Regions from separate parts of the Triticum aestivum genome. Here region 1 is linked to region 2. A link is a contact called in public Hi-C data. All regions are on one chromosome and are shown on one strand. The core of a region is the stretch at or near the end of the contact, and the rest is flanking DNA. Distances in the headings are between cores, read along the strand shown.

Region 1 (3,863 bases), core at 965-3,464, 340 kb after region 2:
CCTCCATGAGAAGTAAATTTGTGCCTTTCACGGAAGAAAAAAGAAAAAAAAACTGTCTTTCCCCATTCTGATGCCTCTCGCGGAAGCAAATCCATGCCTCCATGAGAAGTAAATTGTGCCTCTCGCGAGAAAAAAGATAATACATTTTTTCCCTTTTCGAGAGCCACGACCGTGCCTCTCGCGGAAGTAAATCCGTGCCTTTCACAAAAGAAAATAAAAAAAATTCCTCATATATTTTTGATTTTTGGGTCCAAATCCTAATTGAAAACGAGGGAAAACCGAAAAGCTATAAAAACCAAAAAAATCATATAAAAATCGAAAATGCGTATATAAAAAAAAATCAGAGGAAGCGTCCAGAGCGCGATACATAGCGGCGGCTGAGGGGCGCGCTCCCAGCCCACCCCAAGTGACTCTTACGGTGGCTCGCGAATGGGACCTCCTATACGGTGCCTTTAGCGCTCACGTGCCACGCTGATGGGCCGGCCCAAGAATCCAAGCAAGCTGTTCTCAAACACATGAAAAATTAGTTTCTCAAAAAAAAAAGATTAGTGGGATTTGAACTACCCACCAGAGCGCTGATGGCTGCAGGTCATAAACACCAGGTCAAGCTCATTTCGTTGACTACACACTAGGAAATACTAGTATTATTTGACTGCTTTAGATAACTTATATACCTAGTATAAATTATTTTGAAAAGAAAGTATAAATTTGGAAAAGAATTCTAAAAAATAATGAAAACAACCACGAATTTGAAAAGAATGTTCATACAAATTGGAAAAAGTTTGTGGAAATGGAAAAAAAATCATTGGTACTAAAAAAGTTCAACAAATTTGAAAAAAAAGTTCATCAATTTTGGAAAACAATTTGTCGACTTCCAAAAAAGTTCATCAATTTTGAATTAATTTTTTTAAATAGTTCATCAAATTTGAAAAAAATCTCATGAATTTTGAAAATTTTCATGGTGTTTAGAAAAAATCTCATAAATTTTAAAATGTTCATTAGATTTGAAAAAAAAATCATCGAATAGAGAAAAGTTCATCGATTTATTAAAAAAAGTTAACCAAAATATTAAAATGTTGTTGATTTCGTAAAAAAGGTAATCGAATTTCAAAAAAAATCATCAATTTTTTTAAAAAGGTTTGATTTGAAAACAAATCATGAATTTTAAGAAAAGAAAAAAGGAAACAAAAATAGAAAAGAAAAAAAATGGAAAACGTAGGGGGGAGGGTGTTTTCTCTGCATAGAAAGGTGAAAAAAAGAAGTAGGTATTTAGAAGCGTCAAGGTGGCGTAGTAGTTAGTGTAGTCGACACTGAAGGGAGAGATCGCTGGTTCAATCCAGGGCGATCGCACTATTCGCACCTTTTTATGAGTCATAGAATGGGTCGGCCCAGATCTGAGGCGTAGTGTGCTCCGATTTGCAATTTGAACTGCAACCGGCGCCTGAAGCGCCAAATAGGGTTTTCCCTGATAAGTGCCACACGTGTTTCACGGAGGAATACATTTTTTAATGACAACTTTAGTTGTGAAGCATGGCAACTTTCTGTTTGGATGGCAAGTTTCAGTTTTTTTTGTTTTTTATTGTAATCTTAGTTATAATGGCGGGATGTTGCAATTTTTTCCTTCTACCCATGATGCAGAGGTGGCGGAACTGATGGCATGCCGGAGGGCTCTGCCGCTGGCGAATGAACTATATGTTCAGAGGATCATTCTCGAGATAAACTCACAAGTGGTGGAGAGAAAGCTCGTGAATGAAGAGAAGGACTTCTCGGCCAACGGGCAACTAGTGGAGGAGATAAAAGTGTTACTTGGATCATTTTCAGACTTTAGGGTTGCTTGGTTGCGACGCTTTGCAAATAATGTCGCACACGTCCTAGCTAGGGAGGGTTGCTTTAAATCTTTATGTAAAACTTGGCTCCATGTGTCTCCCGAGTGTGTTAGCTCGGAGATCATCTCTGAAGGGGCGTTAAACATTGAATAGAATGACAACTTTTTCCCCTAAAAGAAAAGTTATAAAAACGTTTGAACGGTGTTACTTCGTGCCACACATATGACACCTAAATGCATTCGAGGGCCCAGAAACTTCTTAGCGCCGCGACGAAGAGCCAGAAGGCCCAGAAGGGACTTATTCGGTCTCTTAGTTTGTGGATCACAGTGGTAAGGCCTACTGTCCGCGGCCCACTGGACTGCTAATATACAAAACAGAAATCATTTCTTGCCCTCTCCAGCGTCGCGCGACGATCCATCCACCGAAAGCCCACACGAAAGAACGAGCACGCGCGAGGATGGCGGGCACAACCACCACCGGCGGCGGCGGCGGGGGAGCGGCTCAGGGGGGTCGCCGGGCGCTGGGGCTGCTGGCGAGCGCGGCGAAGCGGAAGGACGGGTTCGTGCAGCTGCTGCTGATGTCGGGCATCCTCATGATGAGCCTGCGGTCCCTGAGCCAGAAGCACCGCGTCCGCGACCTCGCCAACGACGCCGCCGAGCTCAGCCTCGAGCAGGAGCACATCTCCCACCGCATGCGCGAGCTTCGGGACGAGCTCGACCGCGAGGCCGGCGCCGACCCCTCGGGCGCGTTCGCCTCCCACCTCCGACGCATCTTCGCCGCTCACCCTCCCACCCCCGCCGCCGCCCCCGCCCCCGCCACCGACGACCACTAGCTCCCTCGTCTCCGTTCAGATCGTGGCGGCGCGCCTTGTTCTTCGACGGCTTCGTCCCTGTTTACTCTTTGTGATCTCGGTTCTTGCCTTGTGTAGATGCTTCTGAACCATGGCCGTGCACGCCATGTGTTTGTGGAAATGCCGGGAAGGGGCTGCCGGATTGTATCGAACCGGAAACCACCCACATTTTGTTACCTACTCACAGCGCGCCACATTGTGCTGCACTTGGATGGATTAATTTTGCACTTTTCTCTATATATCAATAATTTTGTTGAGTTGGTTGTTGATGCTCTCTATATGCTTGAAGAATTAGATGCCACAGCCGGCTATGGTGATGCTGAAACAAAAGTAGAATCACGTAGGTGTCCAGTTGCATTCAAATTTCGTGGACTGCATTTGAATGCCATACGTGTACCTGGAGTTATATGGACTGATGGTGACTGATCCTGCTTGACTCAAGGTCACCACAAGAATGCCAGACTTAACTGCGCATTAGTTGCTCACCCCAAGTGTAACGCAGATGATGTCTAATGTCTGAAAGCCATAAAGAGCTCCGGGAAATACAGCACTGATAGCTTTCTCAAGAAAAGTTTTGAGAGTTGTGGCTCGTTCGTGTCACCGTCATGCCGAGTGAGGTTACCACCACTTAACCGCCGCTCGTTGCTCCCCAAACCTCAAATCCCCCGCTCCCATGGCCGAGTGCGCTCGCAAAAATCGAGAGCATTTTTTTGCATACCCATCTTGCAGTGCTGTGCCATGGTTTGAGCAATTGGGCACTGCTTGGTCAATTCACATTTGCCGGTCGAGCTTCTGGAAACCATCAGTTCTGAATCAGTAGTTATCTGACCTTCTCCGTTTGGGATTTGGCTTTGGGTGTTATCAGGTGAGGAAGCTACAGAAGGTGTTTGCGAGAGAGGAGAAGAGGCGGAAGGAGCTGCCGCTAGAGCCGAAGCAGAAAGCATCCTATGAGATACCGCAGAAGCTGCATGATTTGGGAGCAAACAGCAACACCACCGAACCGTAAGGTAGTATCGCCTTGCTCTGTTGACAACTTGGAATACTGATGCTAAGCTGGAATTGTCATCAGGTGCACTTGGAATGTTCGAGTGTTGCACTCTCATAGCCAGTATTAACACGTGGATTTTGTACCCCTCTGCGACATGTAGTCATTGGTTTGCATTGTTTTTGTGGATGGCGTGCTCGTG
Region 2 (3,880 bases), core at 1,138-3,637:
AGAGGTTGCCGCTTGGACACAAAGTATAAAATAAATGGAAAGGGGTGAAGGGTCAAACTCTAACTTCATGCGTTCTGCCAGGGGTTCTTACATCTATACATTTTTTGTATATAAATCATTTGGATGATTAAGGAGCAAAAAGAGAAAGTCACATGTGTATCACTCCCTCCTTCTCAAAATGTTGGGCGTATTAGGTATTAGCACGAAAATTAACCCATTGATTCTTACGTGAGCCATCGCACAGAGGTAACTGAAAGAAAACGGTGGAGCATGCACGATCTCCTTTGTCCCACTCTTTGTTGACCGATCCAATCTCAAACGATGAAAGGTAACCGCACTAGATGCTCGTACGTGCTTTCTTTTTTTTCCACAAAAGTAGCTAATCGTTGGTGAGGCTGTAACTGTGCGTCCTATATTATGGAATTGCATGCAGAATTTAATACGCCCAAGATTTTGGGAAGCAGGGAGTACAAAATAGTGTCAGTGCTGGAGTAGGCTAAATACAATATGATCATTGACTAAAACAACAAGGAACAAAGTTACTTACTCCCTCCGACCGGAAATACTTGTCGAAGAAATGGATGTATATATACATTTCTCCGACAAGTATTTCCGGGCGGAGGGAGTATTATTTTCTTCATTTGAACAATAGAGTTGTTAATGCTTACTATACAACATGGTATTTGTGGAGTACAACAACCAAGAAAAAAAGATGTACCTTTGCCAGCTCACTAATAACACCACATGCCAATGTTGCTGCTTTCTCAGAGAGATACCTGGAAGAAGAAAAGAATCAGTATAGTGCCATTAGGTGTAAATAGGAACCTAAGGGTGCAGACTGCAGAAGACCCCATATGCAAGTTTACACCATAGCCCTTCAAGTATAAGATAAGTAGATAACTGAAGCACGATGCAAGGAACTCCATTGCTAGTGACCTAGTGTTACAATGGTACTCACTCAAGTGTCATTTTAGGTGAAATACCCTGCTGAATGAAGCCTATAGCTCTACCAGCAACAGATGATGCTGATGAAGACCCTCTACCTCCAGCAACATCTGATTTGATGCACTTAATTTGCTAATGCTATTCAATAAAATTACTCTGAGGTCTCTGCACAAACTACATAAATGACTACCAAGCTTGCAGATGCACAAACTGTGTTCAGGCAACAAAACTCTGGATGGATGTACCAAACATTCTTAACATATTGAAGCAATCCATATGTTATTTTAGCTCCTTTTGCTAGTTCAACATACTAGTAGTTTCAGAAGGTTCAATATTCTTGTGTTTCATTTTACTTACTACTAAAATTGATACCTTCAATTTTTCGCATCCTCAATTGCACAAAAATCCAAGTACCACAATGCAAAACCTTCCATTATCCTCCAATAAATATAGCTTTACCAAATCTCAAAGCCTAACCAAACCCCAAACACACAAGATCGCTAAGACGCTAACCGCTCGCATGCTGCAGGTACGTAGGTATATTTACCAAAAAGCGCACAAAGCGACAAGATAAACCATGCAAAATATAGAAGAGTATAAATTGCACAGTTACAGAGATTCTCAAACTAAGAGAACTAGTAACATGCAGTGATGAATCGAGTGACCGATCGAACACTGCCCATCAACTAATCGAACTCCAGAGAAATTTTCATAACAAGCTAAACCTGAAGGATAAAGCCTCGTCCCCAATGATTCGGGTAGACACAAAATGAGCGACCAATCTCAAATCAAGCCTAACCGCAGCTACGAAATCAATGACCAATCCCAGAATCTCTAAAATTAAACCTAACCGCAGCTACAGCATCAGTGACCAATCTCAGAATCTCTAAAATTAAACTTAACCGCAGCTATGATTCCACTCCATGAGGCCGCAGAGCTACAGGCGGCCACTTCTACGAGCCCAGACGAGCAACAGATCTCCCGAATCAAGCAGCTAGCACAAGCGACAAGTAGCAGGGAGCGAGAGCGGGAGGATGGGGGAAGCAGCGCCACTCACAGCGATACGAGGTCGGGGTGGCAGACGAGGCAGCGCCAGCCGAGCGAGGCGTAGAGCTCGACGAACGGCCGCAGCTGCGCCTCGTCGCTCCACACCCACGCGAACACGACCACGACGCCCCTCGCCCCCGACGGCGGCGCTGGCGCCCAGTAGAAGCGGCCGCCGCAGCCGGGCCACATGGCCACCAGCCGCCGCGCCTCCCGCCCTACCTCGCCGGACGGACCTAGGCGGCGAATCGAGGCGGCGGCAGGTGGGGGAGGGAGGGTTTGCGCTGCTGTCTCGCTCGGAAGGGGGACTAGCGGAGACGGGACGGGAAGAGAAGATGGAGATGGAGATGGAGATCGGAAGGGAGGAGATGGGTCGCTTTGGCGTTTGGTTCGTCGCGGATTTGTTTATTTCTTTCTTTTTTGCGTTTCCGTGAACTTCTGCGCCTCCTTTTTTGCGGTTTCTGCACGAGTACGGGATTGGGTTTCTCGTCAGCGGGTTTGTTAAAGAAATGATTTTCGTGGTGATGGGTCAAAGCTATCCTACGCGGCTCGTATGATAAAGATGAGGAATGCGTACGTACCCCGTGCACGTATAGAAATACAATTCAATAATGTTTCATGTAGGAAGGCCTGTTGATTCTAAAAAAAAAAGTAAATAGTAGGGGGGCCTGTTTGAATGGAACCATGGGGGCTATATTTTCGGAGATTTTTCGTATCTAGCTTTTCCTTTGAAGATACTAGCACATATGTCTGTGCGTTGCAACGAAAGAAAATGATGAACACGAACATGAATCGATCAACCACATGCCTTGCATGAGCCAAGGCCACTAACCATCCTCGACTTTGATGGCGTGAAACTTACAGTTTTTATTATTCAAAAACTTACAGTTACTCTATTATGTGTAACCAACAGGCTACTCACATAACATGAAAAGAACAAATTTTGAGTCAAATTAAGGGCTGATCATCTAGGCATGGATGAGAACCCAGGTAAATATTCTTGTCTAATTGGTAGAGGATCTGCTTGTAGTTGAAGAAAATGGGCGAGTGGGCCCTGGAGGTGCCGATGATCAGGGACGGAGCCACGAAGCATACTAAAGAGGGACCAATGGAAAAGATAAAATGTTAAGAGGGACAAACATACAAATTTAGAACACTTTAAGCTAACAATCTAAGGGTCTCTTTGATTCAAAGGATTTCCGTAGGATCTTTGAAGGATTAGAATCTTTAGGAATTTTTCCTACGTCGATCGTTTGATTCGTAGGATTGAGTCCTGTAGGATTTTTTTCCTAAGGATTCATTTGTACTACATTTCACAGGAATTCTAACATCCACTCCAACCTCTTGGAAGAAATCCTTTGTTTTTCCCATGGAACAATCAAACAAACTCAAATCCTATAGGGATCCGCTGGACATGCCATTCCAATCCTACGTGTTTCCTATTCCTGTGTTTTTGCAGTCCTATGAATCAAAGAGGCCCTAAGGTTGTTTCAGAAAATAGATTGCCATGTGGCAGCCATGGCCCTAGCTCGCCCCCACTGGCTTCGTCACTGCCAATGATCCGCTCGTACGTGGCCTTCCGTAAGTCGGTGTGGCCCGTCCTTTGAGGCAGGACGCTATAACTAATCCACACAGCCACTCCTGGTTCACCGCCGCTTCTACTTTGCTCGTCGACGCAACGCTCGACCATGGCGCTCATGTCATTCCTGTTGGCGCAACTTCGACCTTGACTCACGGCTTACTGGGGGTGCTTTCCAGCGAAGTACACACACGTGTATGAAGCTAGGCTAAGTAGGCCGCCGGATCGTTTATTATAGAAAATGACAAATTCGAAGCGCATACTCATGCCAGATCGTACAACTTTTATGTTGTTTTGTATGGCCGATGCCTA

Evidence for each region. Hi-C and Micro-C count contacts between places; a contact is called where the count stands out from the background.
Region 1: a contact with region 2 is called in a Hi-C map of leaf, with 3 times the contacts expected there. The contact joins the promoter of LOC123159018 here to the promoter of LOC123157389 in region 2. A contact is called at or near these places in 2 of 5 Hi-C or Micro-C datasets (both in leaf).

What each region holds. Positions count from the first base shown.
Region 1 is chr7B:89,655,911-89,659,773 of IWGSC CS RefSeq v2.1, forward strand. LOC123159018 reads left to right here and starts at 2,215. Exons shown (of 1, transcript XM_044576820.1): 1 at 2,215-2,954. The coding sequence starts at 2,284. The coding sequence ends at 2,658. It also overlaps the pseudogene LOC123157709.
Region 2 is chr7B:89,317,000-89,320,879 of IWGSC CS RefSeq v2.1, forward strand. It overlaps LOC123157389, which reads right to left and starts at 2,388. Exons shown (of 7, transcript XM_044575666.1): 1 at 2,003-2,388; 2 at 719-776. The coding sequence starts at 2,181.